2 separate regions of the Drosophila melanogaster genome follow, and region 2 is linked to region 1. A link is a contact called in public Hi-C data. All regions are on one chromosome and are shown on one strand. Each heading gives the region's core, a stretch centred on a gene start, on an enhancer-like site or on the middle of the called end of the contact. The rest is flanking DNA. Distances are from core to core; before and after follow the strand shown.

Region 1 (6,596 bases), core at 1,626-4,125:
ATATAGAGCTGCGCTTAGCGCTGTATATATATTTATATATATATACTTATATAATTTTATATATACATTTTTTTCAACGCTTTATGCATGCAGCAGAGGAAAACATTTTATATTGCACACATATATTTTTCATAAACCGGAAAATTTAGGTCAGCACCGCGGGGTATAACCGTACAGCTGGCAAGATGGCAGCGCCCAGGACAGCGTCGTCTACTATTAAACGCTAATGCAGAAGCCCCCACCGGCGATTCCCTAGCGGTCAACGTACTGGCGACGTCAAAGCGTCGTCAAAAATGAATATGCGCATAGGATGCGGCGGAAATATTAAGCATACGCCGCGTGTGTGAGTGCCTGCCGTGTCTATGCGGCATGGTGAAAATTACGAAAACGGCCACGCCAACGATGCAGGCCACTTGAACTAGGGGATGTTCTGGTATCGGATTTCCTCGCGTTGGCGAACTAAATATCTTTTTAACGGATATGCTACAAAAAATTGAGTGTAATATAGTTTCGCATCCATGTATTCTACGATATTCTTTAAGATATCAAGTTTTTATCTGCTTTAAACGATATGGAAAAGATACTTTAATTTTGATAATCCTACTTTTAATAGTAAATTTAACGTGCTGAGACTAATTTCCAAAAACACTGTTTCTCAGAACTACATATCTGACTTATATGACGCTCTCCACGAACTAGTCGCATATAGCCGTGGGTCTCCAAAGGTTTCCAAAGTATGATTGCGTGCCTAAGCGCCATCTTACGGTTGATAGCTTCATTATAGTGCCGTGTTGCAGTTGTCGTTGATGTTGCTGTTGCATATTTGCCTCCTTGGTTCATACACAGAGAACAAATTGGAGAACGACTAGAGTTTGAAAATCAAATCTTTTTTCCCCGTTTCTCAATTAAATAAATAGATTTTGGAAACGTGGCTTACCATTTCTAGCTGCCTTAACGTCATATTGATCTTATTACTAAATAAAGAAGAGCTATAATCTACTGTCTGCATTTTTCTGTGTATCCCGTGCTTGTTTTTCTTGCCAAGTTGCAAGTGCTGATTATGGCCAAAAGGAAGAGGGACTTTGCCTGCATTCAGCTCGTTTGCGTTTTTCTAATTTTAGTTAAAGTGTTTTGCTGCTCCGCTTGGCGCCTCCTCGCCTTAATTTTTAAATTGCCAAGCGGAGTTTTCGCCTGGCCTCCTTTCGGTTGTTAGCGCACCAAGTGAAAGTTGCCGTTTCTTTTGAGCCTCGCACTTGAGTGTTATGTGGCCGCTTAAGATTTAAAAATTATGATTGGCGCGTAGTGGGCCAAGCTCTTTTTAAGGTATAACGAAAGTCACACAAATTGTGTGCAATTATGATTATGTAAGAAACAAATTCAAGTTGATTTAAATTAGAGAGTGTATTACAAAATTTCCAAGTGACAGATATTGCAACAATAGACACTTCTTTCATTCTTTCAAATCGAATAAATCCATTAAGTGACCGAAACTAAAGCCAGGGAAAAGTATCTCCGGCTGGCCCACCTCTTCCTGCCTTAGTAAATAAAACAAAAAGAGTTAGGATCCACTTGGCCAGACACTCCCATGCGCATAAATTTCAATAGCAAATCCATAGATGGCCATGGAAGTTGCGGGCCCTCTGCTCTCACAGACAGCGGAAATTGTTGAGATTTATGGCGACGGGGTTCCAGAGGGCTGCGCCATATTTATTTGAAAGTAAGTTGCATCCCATCCAGCCTGATTTCGAAGGACCTGCCTACCGAACGAACGGGTGGAGCGAACCGTTTCAGTTTTCAGCTCGGGCTAAAAACCCCAAAAGGATATTACATATCCTGTTCCTAGTCGTGTAAATGCCATTATAGATTGAATGTTTGCTCGGGGTCGAGAGTTGCGATTGCCATTTTCCCCGTTTGATTTACGTTTTCCTTGCATCCGCATCCATTTTGTTGTGCTCAGCATTGCATGTTGCTTACTTCGAGGCCATTCTGGTTCGAATACCCTTGTTTGCTCAGTTCTGGAAATCAAAATATAACATATTTTGCCTTTTGTAAGAAAAGATACTCGCGTACTCTGTTATTAGTTTTATAGTTTATAATTGTAGTGTTTTATAACTTCATTATTTTCATTCAGGCATTTTGTACTAACTTTCTTTTTGAAAATCTACCCAAGTCTAGTTTAATCGTATAATTCAAAAATAGTAGTTAAAATGGTGGGATTCTTACTTTATTGAAATCATAAAGTGCACTTGAACTTGGTCGTTGTAATCACCCCTAATCATATACTTAGGATATCAAATATTCGGCAAATCATTGGGGACTTATATCCTGTTTTGTTCATTGTCTCAGAGCTCTTGGCCTTGGTCTTGATCTCGCGTCCTCCGTTCTCGACTTCCGCTTCCGGCGCCCAGTGAGTTATGTATTGGAGTGCAAAATATGAGGCTATTAGAGGCCTTAAGTCCGTCGTTCATACGTGCAAGCTGCGCTTTTTCACACACTAGCTCCAATATGCCCAGCAAAACACGTTCTATGCCGGTATGAGAGCATCATCATTATTATTATCCAACAGCTCATGACTGCGGCCATTAGGTGGAAAGGAGCAGATGAAACTGAAAGCGAAAGGCGTTCGAGTCCCAGTGTCCTGGGAAGCTGCTCTTCCTCCTCCGATTCCGTCTCAAGTGACTATTCACAGCTGAAGATTTATTGAATGTGCGCGATGCTGCCAGTCTGCCTTTCCCATCGCCTCTGCCACGGATTCTCTGGTGTCTGCCACTGAAAGTTGGCTCCGTCTGCTCTTTGGCATTGGTATTGAGTGTTTATTTATTTTCAAGCATCATAAAAAATACATAGGCATACACAGAACCAGACGGGAAAGCATGGCCAGAAAGGAACCTCAAAGATGGCTGGGATGTACAGAAATTCCAGTTTATGATTTCCCAAAATAAAAACATAAAAACTCTAAAAATGTAATGTCTTGTCAGTGTTTCAGAAATGAAGCACAACTTGTAACAAAATAGTTTAAAATACCCTTTACGGAAACACGTAAAAGAATGTTAGTATGATTAATAATATATTGCAGCTAATATTTTGTATAAAATAATAAACACTGTTTGAAAATCAATCATATTTATATTCCTGAAATTATTACCAATTTAAATAAATAAATTTTTTCTACGAAAGAAAATCCCTGATTATATGAGAAAAAGATTCTCGGAATGACTGGGACGGCAGACAAGAAGCAAGGACATTCAATAATTTTGCTCGCATTCGAGTGGCAGAAACAGCTGCAATTTTTACGCCATTTTATGCTGCCAAACCAAAGTGTAATTTGTGGCCTGGGAACTTTGTCTATTGCCTCGGTGTGGAGAGTCCTTTTACAAGGACCCCCTGCAAATAGCTGCCTGCGATGTTGTTTTGTCGCTGTTAAATGAAGCATTCGCCATCGGAGTTGAAGATGTTTGCAATTTTTATTTCATTTGCCGGTCAATGAACATTGGAAATGTGTTAAGTGGCGCCCACTCTGCAGACCTCGACTTGTCTTTAATTGTCTACAAGTTGTCGGAATGGCTTTTAATGAAGTGTTAAACGATACTTCGGCTTTCCTGTGACCTCCTGCGGAGTCGTGGCTCCTGGCTTATTATTTGGCACGACCTAAAATATTAATTTCATTTCGGCCAGCTGACACTTTCCCAGCTCGCATTGAATAATTCCTTGCCGCTTCTTAGAGTGTTGACGGGGCTAATTACCATCGATGATTCTTTGGCTAAATTGCGCAGATGGGAACTTAAGCCGCTTAAAGTTTGCATGGCTTTACTCTTGAATATCGGCAATAAATGGCTCAGTTGGATGCTTATTCATGAGACACTTGTGACTTTGATGTATGCTAATAATCAGGATTGAAGTACGTCAGTATGTCGGAAACGATTTAATAGTATATTTCTTGAGTGCACTACATAAAATTAGTACTTACAATTAGCTTGTTCGTTTTATACAAAAGACTTTCGTATAGAGAAATGTATGTAAGAAAACTAACTATTTATTTCGAACCGGAAATTAAAGTATATTTCTATTTTCCTAAAGACGCCAAACAAAAACTGGAACGCCAAACAAAACTGTCCACTCAGCTGGGTGAACCACTCCCTAGTGCTTCTCTTTCACTATTTTTCCCCTGCTCAATTCCTTTTGAATCGCCTGTCACATAATATGGACAATCACTAACCACGAAAGTGTCAAACAAACAAAACGAGCCCAAGGCCTGCTCTCTCCTCGACCTCCCCTATTCGTCCACCACTTTCCATACTCATCTGCAATGGGTTCCGTAAATTTGCAAGCAAATCCTATTTTCGTCTAAGAGAAGCGCACTCAAACGGGCGGAGACAAACCATGCCATGCCAGATTTGAGTGCTGCGGGCACTTCGATGCTTCTGCTCCCGTTCTTTTTTTTGTGGGTCGTACACCCGTGCACACATCAATCTCGTCCCACTTTCCAGATACGAATCTTTCATTTTCGTATTTCCGTTCAAAATTTCGTGTAACTGAACTGGAACTTTAGAAAAAGGAGGACACAAAAAGCGAATTTTGCTAGCACCAGACAGAGCAGATAGAGGGTGGCTGATGGAACTGAAGCGAATGCAGCCTGCTCCATTGTGCCACATGGTAAAGTCAACCGGCACCAATATGTGAACGGAAGTTGGTAATCGACTGGCTAAATGGCCTTTAAACTAGGATGAACTAAAGGCAAACTACAGCGGAATCAACAAATGCATATCGGACATTTTTTATAAATACTAGGCTAATCAATTAATAGATACATGTTGCTAATTATTATTTTTAAATGATTTACTCAATTGTTATGTATGATTTGTATGATCCAGAATGTTTAGATATTATATCATTTTCTGGACAAGTATAAAACAGACTTAATTGAGAACATTTAAATTTTCTAAATAATTTTTCACTTACATTTTTATTAAATATCATAAGAGTTGAATTGGTATCTTTATCATCTTAGCCCAATATACCTCGTTCGATTCACAAGCAGGGTGTGCAAAGTGGGCATCATTCACATCGTCTGATTGCCCTGGCTGGTATCAAATTTAAATTTCTTCATTTGCCTTTCGGTCCGTGTGCAAGTTCAAGTTTTTTGTCTGTTCCTCGTCTGACTCCTGCTTCTCCTTGGAGCGAAAATTCAGGTCATGTGCGACCAAAAGTAAGTGGATGCGTTCTTATCAGAGCATACAAATGTTTTATCTCGCTCGGCGCGTGTGCAAGCCATATTACACTGGAAAAAAGGGGGATTTATTATTACAAATTTCTTGTTATTTCGCACAATGATCATCATATGGCATCTACATTATGGCATTTTTTTATAGCTCTGAATCATGTTCTTTATGTTAAGGATATGTTTTTCTTTAAATGTCGAGCTCGTAATAACACATAGTATTTTATCTATCTGTAAGGACAACGGCAGGACAAAAACCAAGCCTTGAAAGTCGCCTGCGGTTGCGCTCTCTTTCTGTTCCTTCTGTGAGTGAGTGTTGTGTTTTCCCAATTGTCGGATGTGCCCGTGGGGGAGGGGTTTTGCCCACTAATACCAGCACCAACACCACCACACATGCACAGCCAGTTAGACACTTTCTTTTGCTGCTTGAGCTTCCGTTTCCGCTTCTACTTCCGCTTGCCTGACCCGCTCCAGTTCGTCTGCCTCACTTACTTATGCATAGCATATAACCTTAAACATAATTTTGTTTGCCTTTTGTGTTCTGTTGTGTCCTCGTGCAATTCTATTTGCCAGTGCCCGTAGATAGCATTTTCTTATCTTTGTTTGCTTGTTTTTTCCATCAAGCGCGTAATTTTATCTATTTAACTCGTGCCTAGGACTTGCGAGACTGCTCGAAAAGTGCGGTTCCTTAAAGCTGGATCGAAAAGCATACTTTATTTTGAGCATTGTGGACCACAATTCAAGTGTCAAAGTTTGCACTTGAAATTATAATGGTCAGGCCCCAAAGCCCATTGGCCCGGTGGCCATAACAAAGGAATGTTGGCTACAATTCAACCCAAAACCAACCATCGTCCCCATCAGCATGCCAGCCACCTTCCACAAAGTTGAACCCTAGGGTCAAAAATTCGCACAATGTCAGTCGAGTCGGGTTTTGTGAGGCATAAAAACAAAAAAAAAAAAACCAAAAAAAAAACTTCGGATGAAATGCATGCCCCATTGACATATGAGTGGGCGTGGCACTCTGTGATGGGTGGCGGGTTCGTTGGATTGCCGAGGAAATGGCAAATGCATGCAGCCACTCGATATGAGCTATGCCCATTTTGGCTCCAAATCCACCAACGTTTCATTCCTACAAACCCCCTCTGAATCCATCTCTCTGCGTTGATTGTTCGATTCAAACATTTTGGCATGTTTTGGGCAGCTGAACTAGTTTTCACTTTTGCCCCAACTAGCCACAGTGGAGGAAAGGGCATAAAAGTTGAAACAAAAATGGCATTAGCGCTAAGCTAATAATCTGTAATATATTAGTAATGATTTCCTTATTTCAGTCAATATAACATGGACAAATTTTATTGAATTTAAGAATAGATTTTATGTT
Region 2 (6,654 bases), core at 1,373-3,872, 230 kb after region 1:
TAATGCCCGAAATGGTCGCCCCCGCACTGACAGAGATGTCAGCTAAATTAAACCCTACTCCCGCAAAAATATCCATCGGTTGCCGCTTAAACAGACCATCGAAATGAAGCCATCAATGTCTGGCAGTCTCGATTAAATCATTGCCTGGCAGTCCTGGAGTTCTGAAGTCCTGGAAACCCACAGAACCGCCCAAATGCAGTAAGCACAAATCGCTGGCATGCCTCGGCAGACAAATTTGCCGGTTGTCCCTCGCAATTGAAAGGCAGCAAGGAAATGCGGTCTGGGGCCAGGACTTCATCTCAGTGCATTCCGGGGGCCAGAGTGGCAGCCCAAATCATGGCAAATCTTTTCTAACTATTTGCAATTCAAGCGTAAGTCTCTCTTCGCCTCCCACACACAAAAACACACACATAGACGCACATCGTGAAGGCAAGGAAACTTGCTTCATATGCAAACGTCTCCTTCCACAGACAACAAATCTTGCAATGAATATATTTGGCAGGAGCAAGCCAAGGATCTGAGGGAGCCAAAAAAATGTTACACACTTCTAGGCGTTGGCGGCGTGAATCGTTTCACTTTGCTAGAAAGCAAACGAAAAAAAATAGCAGTAAAAATGTGGAAAACCAGCCAGGACCTGCTCCTTGACTGATAAACGAGAGTAGTCCTGGTTACAGACGGTAACAGGAACGGCGGTTTATATTTTGACAATTTTTCCCTGGCTGCAGGTAAAGTTTATTTTTTGTCGCTACTAGTCTCGAATTGCCAAAGGAAATGATAGACGGCAGTCGGTAGTCGCTTGTTTTCTAGGCGATTTATACACTCCTTTGTTGTCTGAGTCAGGATGTGGCTAAGCCTAGAAAGCAATTTACCTGCTTATGTGAGCTTTAAACTTGTCGAGGAGCCAACTTTAAGTCGGCACCGAGTCGACAGAGATTGCTTACGGACTCAGTTATTTTTCCATTTCGCAACTTTATTCAAACATAAGCAGATATGCAGTTGCATACTGCCCCCTCTGGCATACATTTTCATATAAATATCCCGCTTCTGCTCGACTTGCTTATCACAACAAAAGTTGTCTGCTGAAAAAGAGAGAAACAGAGTTGGTTGCGCTGTCGAAAAAAGTCGAAATAATATGCCAAAGCATTCTTCAATGATTCTGGCTACGCGTTTTTGCACTTCAAAGTACTTCAAATCAATTTTCTTCACTTATTTTCATAAACCCCGGCGCAGTCCCTTTTTCCCTTATACCCATACCCATGCCCGTATCCTTTTTCCTTCCTGCGAGCCACCCACCTTCTGCTCGCCATCATCATTGGAGAAAAAATTTGCCAGAAAAGTTCAATTTTTGAAAAATATTTGCAAATTTCATTCACTGCGCTCGTCCATTCAAATTTCCTGCATTTATGTTGTTGTCCCTTTTGGGACGGATGGGTTTGGTTCGGTTCGAAGGGCGAAATATGAGCGGACCAAGGAAGCAAAAAAAAAAAATGAAGAAAATAAAGGACAACATAGCGGCGGACGAGGGCCAGCAGCTGGGTTGACTCAAACCCACATTTTCGGCACATTTGCCTGGGCGCAAGGACCTTTTGTTATATTGAGAAGGCAGCAAGAAATTGCGCTAAGATGCTTATCCTTTTTTTTTTGCGAGCTGCTCCCTTTCTTGCGGGGGCAAAAAAATGGTAAAAATGCTCCATTATTATTTTTATTACTTATTTGCTTTTAATACTTCACGGCGAGGACGACGACGTAAGGCGACGCCAACGATGGCGATGGCGAGGACGAACGTCATCCAATCTCAAAGCGGATGTCGTCTACTTTGCATTTTGAGCCGTTTCTACTTATGTGCTTCCTGCTCCTAGTCCGGGACTCAGTCGGAGGCGAGTCCTGCCCCGCCCAGGCATATTTTAAACGACGCTCGTCCTGCCCCATCCGAAATTATAATACGGTCGGTCGGTCGGTTGGTCCGTTGGTCCCCTGGTGGCCTTGCTCCATTCCCCAATGGTTGCATTTATTGAAAAATTCGCATCTCACATCGAGGAATTGAGGAAATTCCTTCTTCATGGCTTCGATGGCATCAGCTTTCGGCTTTCGCCTTCGATTTGGCTTCAGTCCCTTGGTCCTTTCGATTCTGCTCCCATCCGTTTATACACCGCCCCACCCCCACCGCCACCGGACTCTTGTCTTAAGTGCAGTCAGTAGTTGGCTTTGTCGTCTGTGTTTATGCAAAAAATTTGTCTACAGTCTACAGCCGTCGAGCCATTCCCCAGCTAAACTTCGCCGAACTGGCCTGGTTCGGTCAGGGCTTTTGTTATTTCTTGTGCTTAAGTAGTTTCTGCTGTTTTTCATACTTTTAGCTTGTAATCACTGTCAATGTCGACGACGGCGACAGTCAGGACAGCCCCGGCGGTTTTTCCCCATCGTTTTGTTTCTGACATGCTGCTTAAATGCTTCCCAAGATTTAGCTACTTGATGGGGTTTTGCCTCCTTACAATGTTATTAATAATAAGCTATACAAATTTTTCAGTGTCTTCGAAGGGTTCGACTGGGATCTTGTCCGGATTGGCTCAGAATGAACTGAAGGACTCGACTGACGACGGGACTGGACAAGACAAAGGCACTTGAACTTACGGAACACTTTAAGGATTGATTATCTCGAGGGTTGAGACCTTTTTTTTTTACATACCTGTAACGACAAATGAAAAGGGTATGATGATTAGTTTTCTTTTTATTGAAGATTACTATTATTAAACAGGAAGTATTGTTATTTAATGAAATTGTAACCTCTTGAATGTAAATTCAATCTACCATTTCGATTATGCATATCAAGGAATCAATTGCCGAACCATTTAACGGGCCAAACCAAAATGTCAACCTAATGGGCAGAGAACTTAACGACAGTTTTACTGGCTCCTTTCCCTCTAAAGCCGGAAAATTTTAATAATAGCAAAAAGTTCAATTGGCATTTCAATATTGTCTTTGACCTTAGCCTTCTATCGGGGAATCCCACAACCCATTTCGGGGCGTGCCTGGGCCATCCCAGTCCTGTATTATGAGTGTTGCTGGCATTTCAACGATTTTCAGTTTTCTTATTAAATATTCTAGAAATGTTTCGGAATCCAATGATTGTGCAATGGCATGTACGCGTTTCCCCCCTCTCCCCTTTACAGTCCACCGTCTATGTGCGAGTGTGTGTGCGCTGGTAAAGCATTTTTCGCTTCTCAGGGATCCGGCGACGACGACTCCCAATGTTGTTTGTCATTTTAAGTCGGTGCCATGGGTGGCTAGTGAGGTGGAACTATGGGCCAAAGGCAGCCGGCGCAAATGGCATTGTAGAACTCAGATCCAGATCCCCCTCCAACTTCCCCTTCCGTACATTTGCGAGTGCGCCAACAACAAAGTGAAAATGAAATGACTCGGAACGAATGGCAAAGCAAGCGTTTACATGAAAAGCTGAGTTGGTCTAGAGCTCTGGGTTTGCGACTGGATCTCTTAGAAGCAAAAGGGAAAGGGACTGGTCACAAATACACACACACAGAGCCACACTCACGTAGTTTATGTACCTTTTGGCAGCCAATGAAGCGTGCCCTAATTGCTCCAACAACTTTAAGCTAAAGAGTTTCTGCATTTTAAAGCAGGGTCCAAAAGTTGAAAGATGATGGCATGGGTGATTAGTAAGAAATAAGGATTTTCGGCACGTTATTTTATTTATGACTAGGAGGTATTCTAGAAAAATGAATTTATTCGGAAAAACAAAGATTATGCTTTTAAAATAAAAGTTTTGCCAGCACATAATTACCTAGATACTCATATTGATTTTTCGAAATATTTATTCAAGTTAATTAATTGATGAATTTAAGGCTTCAGCCAAGAGCAGCAGTTCTTCTTTAGTGCCAGTGGCACTTCTCCATAATAAATCAAAGCTTTTGCCTTTGGGCCACTCACACAGGCACAGCAGTTAAATAAACAGCTCGGGCGCCCAAAATTATGCAATGCAAATCAGCGAATTTTATGCATGGCCAAATATGCGATAAACAGCCGCCTAATTTCTAGGACATTCCCACTGCTCAGCACAAAAAATGCTTGCTACATATATATATATATATATAATGTATCAAAAATATACAAACTAATTTCACAATGATTCGGTAACATGTGAGCTGAAAGGCCAAACTGACACAATCAAAAGAGAAACACACAGCCTTTGTGCATAGATGTCCTGCAATCGAGTGGAGTGTAAATAACCGCGGTTTTTAGTTTATTAATTTTTTGTCAACAAGTCTTTTTGCTGCACGGCTACCGATGCTGTTTGTCTGTCTGCCTGTCACTGATAATAAATTTCCAACAGCAGTCAGAAAACTAAAAATGCAACAAAAAAAATGCAAATATTGTCGACGGCCCCGCCGAATGCCCTAAACGCTTTTGGTTGCCATATTTTTAAGCGTCATTTAATTAATAATACAGCGACGCCCGCAGCCTGATATCCTTCCACTGCCGATGTCCTCGGGGTGATTGTTGTCATGTCGTTGTGTTGCAAATTTGGTTATTAATTTTTCAACCAGCCGTTTTTTTCACCAATGCACGTGTGAGGCTTTACGGCTTTTATGTGCGGTTACAAATGTGTAATGGGGGGAAAAAAATGATAAAATAATTCTAATACGAAAAGTTCAATTAAAATTGCATCTCTGATCATCAAAAATCTTTGAAGGCAAAATGTTTTCGGTGCTTTAAAAGATTGTTTCAAATTTTATTCCACTTTATAATTCCTTTGACTGTCAACCCTCTCCAGTTTCTCTAATATTTACATTGCCTATGCAGAGTTATTTACGTGATTAAAAATTAATAATTGCACAGCTCTAAAAATATTCAAACGAAGCCAAACAGAATGCCCACTAAATTTTTGCACACGGATGCAATTTAATATTTTAAATATGTCAATTAAACGGCCGACGCGGTAGGCGGGTTGTGGTGGGCGTGGCCAGACAATCGCTGACAGGCAGAGGCTGCTTATAATAAATTATAAAATTGGCTGCCACATGAATTAAATAAAATTGCAGCTGAACATTTATTTAATAGCTGATAACTGTTTCTGTGGGAATCATACCGAATGCGGGTAACGAGATGGGAATGAAAACGACGATGGCAAAATGATGAAGAAGTACAGGCTTTTAGGCGAACAACCCAGACACTGAGCTATAAAAATATTGAACTTTACGACTATGCACTTGGCCATAATTCCATCTAGACCGGCGCAATCTTTAAGTCAACCAAGTGGATTTCGGCATCGGCTGGCGGATCCAAGCTCCTCTAGGCCAAGTCAAGTGCTTAAAGCAGCTCAAGGAGCGACGCGGACGAAGACGCAGCCGAGGACGAGTGCTCCGTAATGCACATGAAAGGAGACTTGAGCAATAAAAAAAAAAAAAAAGAAAAGGCGAGGAGCGCGGTGGAGTAGCAGGCGCAGGACTCCTCCGTCAGACACACAAAAAGGCACTCGTCAAGTCCATGGCGACGGGCAACAAACCCAACACCCAAGTCGCTCGCCAAAAGTGGGGGCGAAGTTTAAACGACTTAAGCGCCAAAGAAATCATCATTAAAGCTCCGCCATTTTTGCCAGGGGGCGTGGCCCCTGCTGCAATCGACAATGCTGGTTAAGTCAAGTGTAGGTCGTTGGTCGGGTCGCGTTCTCCTCCGCTGAACTGGGATCCTTTGGGGCCCGTGTCCTGACTGTTCTTTGGCGACGAACACTCAAGTAAATAGAGCTCAGTTTGAAATGCATCCAGCCGCGATTGAAGTGCAGGCGGCCCTGTCATCGATCTGGTCCAGAATGCCAACCAGGAGCGGGGGAATCCTGCCTAGCTGTTCGGTGTGTGTGTGTGTGTGTGTGTGTGTGAAGCGAATAACTGGATGACTGGATGTGGAGCTTTAATGCCTTGTCTGCATTTGTTTTCAACTGTCCGTGCGTGCGCCATTTTAATTAACATGCAAATCCAGTTGAAAATGCCAATTTATGCTTGACATAATATACCGAGAAAAAACGAATCAACAAACAGCAAACAGATACAGATTCAGATACAGAATGCAGCGCACAGTGCCAGGCACAATTATGTGGACAACAATCGCCAAAAGCGATCGGTGGGGCATTGAATTCGAGGATGATTCCATTCAACTTTTGGTTTCATTACGATTCTATTCGTTCATAAATCAAACCAACAAACACACCCACGCATACAGTGCTCCTTCGGAACGACTATATAATGTGCATATATGTACGTATGATTATATAATAATTACACTTTTTTCAATTGAGGGATATCCGAAATCAGTGCGTGTACTGTACACGCATGACCAGATTATTGTTATTATTATTGAGTATTTTTTTTTAATATAATTAATTTTTTGTCGCTTGTTTGTTTGATTTTTACAGCTGGACTGAAAGTGCCATTGTTCGTTCATTTGAGTCCGTCGCTCGTCTTCGGCCATTGTCAGAAAGTAAATATGAAAAATTATATGCCACACAGTAAAATAATAAAAATTAAAACAATTTTAATGATTGCTTTTTGTCACACATACATACATGGCCAGTGAATGAATAACTTTTAATTTGGTTTTATAATCAGAAATGCAATGCATAATAATCGCTTTAATGAGACGACCTGA

The links. Hi-C and Micro-C count contacts between places; a contact is called where the count stands out from the background.
Region 2: a Hi-C map of the Kc167 cell line shows a contact between it and region 1, with 1.4 times the contacts expected there. The contact joins the promoter of lncRNA:CR45825 here to the promoter of lncRNA:CR44558 in region 1. A contact is called at or near these places in 6 of 107 Hi-C or Micro-C datasets (the Kc167 cell line, the ML-DmBG3-c2 cell line, embryonic mesoderm and 2 more).

The regions. Positions count from the first base shown.
Region 1 is chr3L:13,322,084-13,328,679 of dm6, forward strand. lncRNA:CR44558 (long non-coding RNA:CR44558) reads right to left here and starts at 2,876. Exons shown (of 1, transcript NR_124931.1): 1 at 2,191-2,876.
Region 2 is chr3L:13,549,186-13,555,839 of dm6, forward strand. lncRNA:CR45825 (long non-coding RNA:CR45825) reads right to left here and starts at 2,623. Exons shown (of 1, transcript NR_133233.1): 1 at 1,689-2,623. All of the region lies in intron 7 of bru3 (bruno 3), which reads right to left.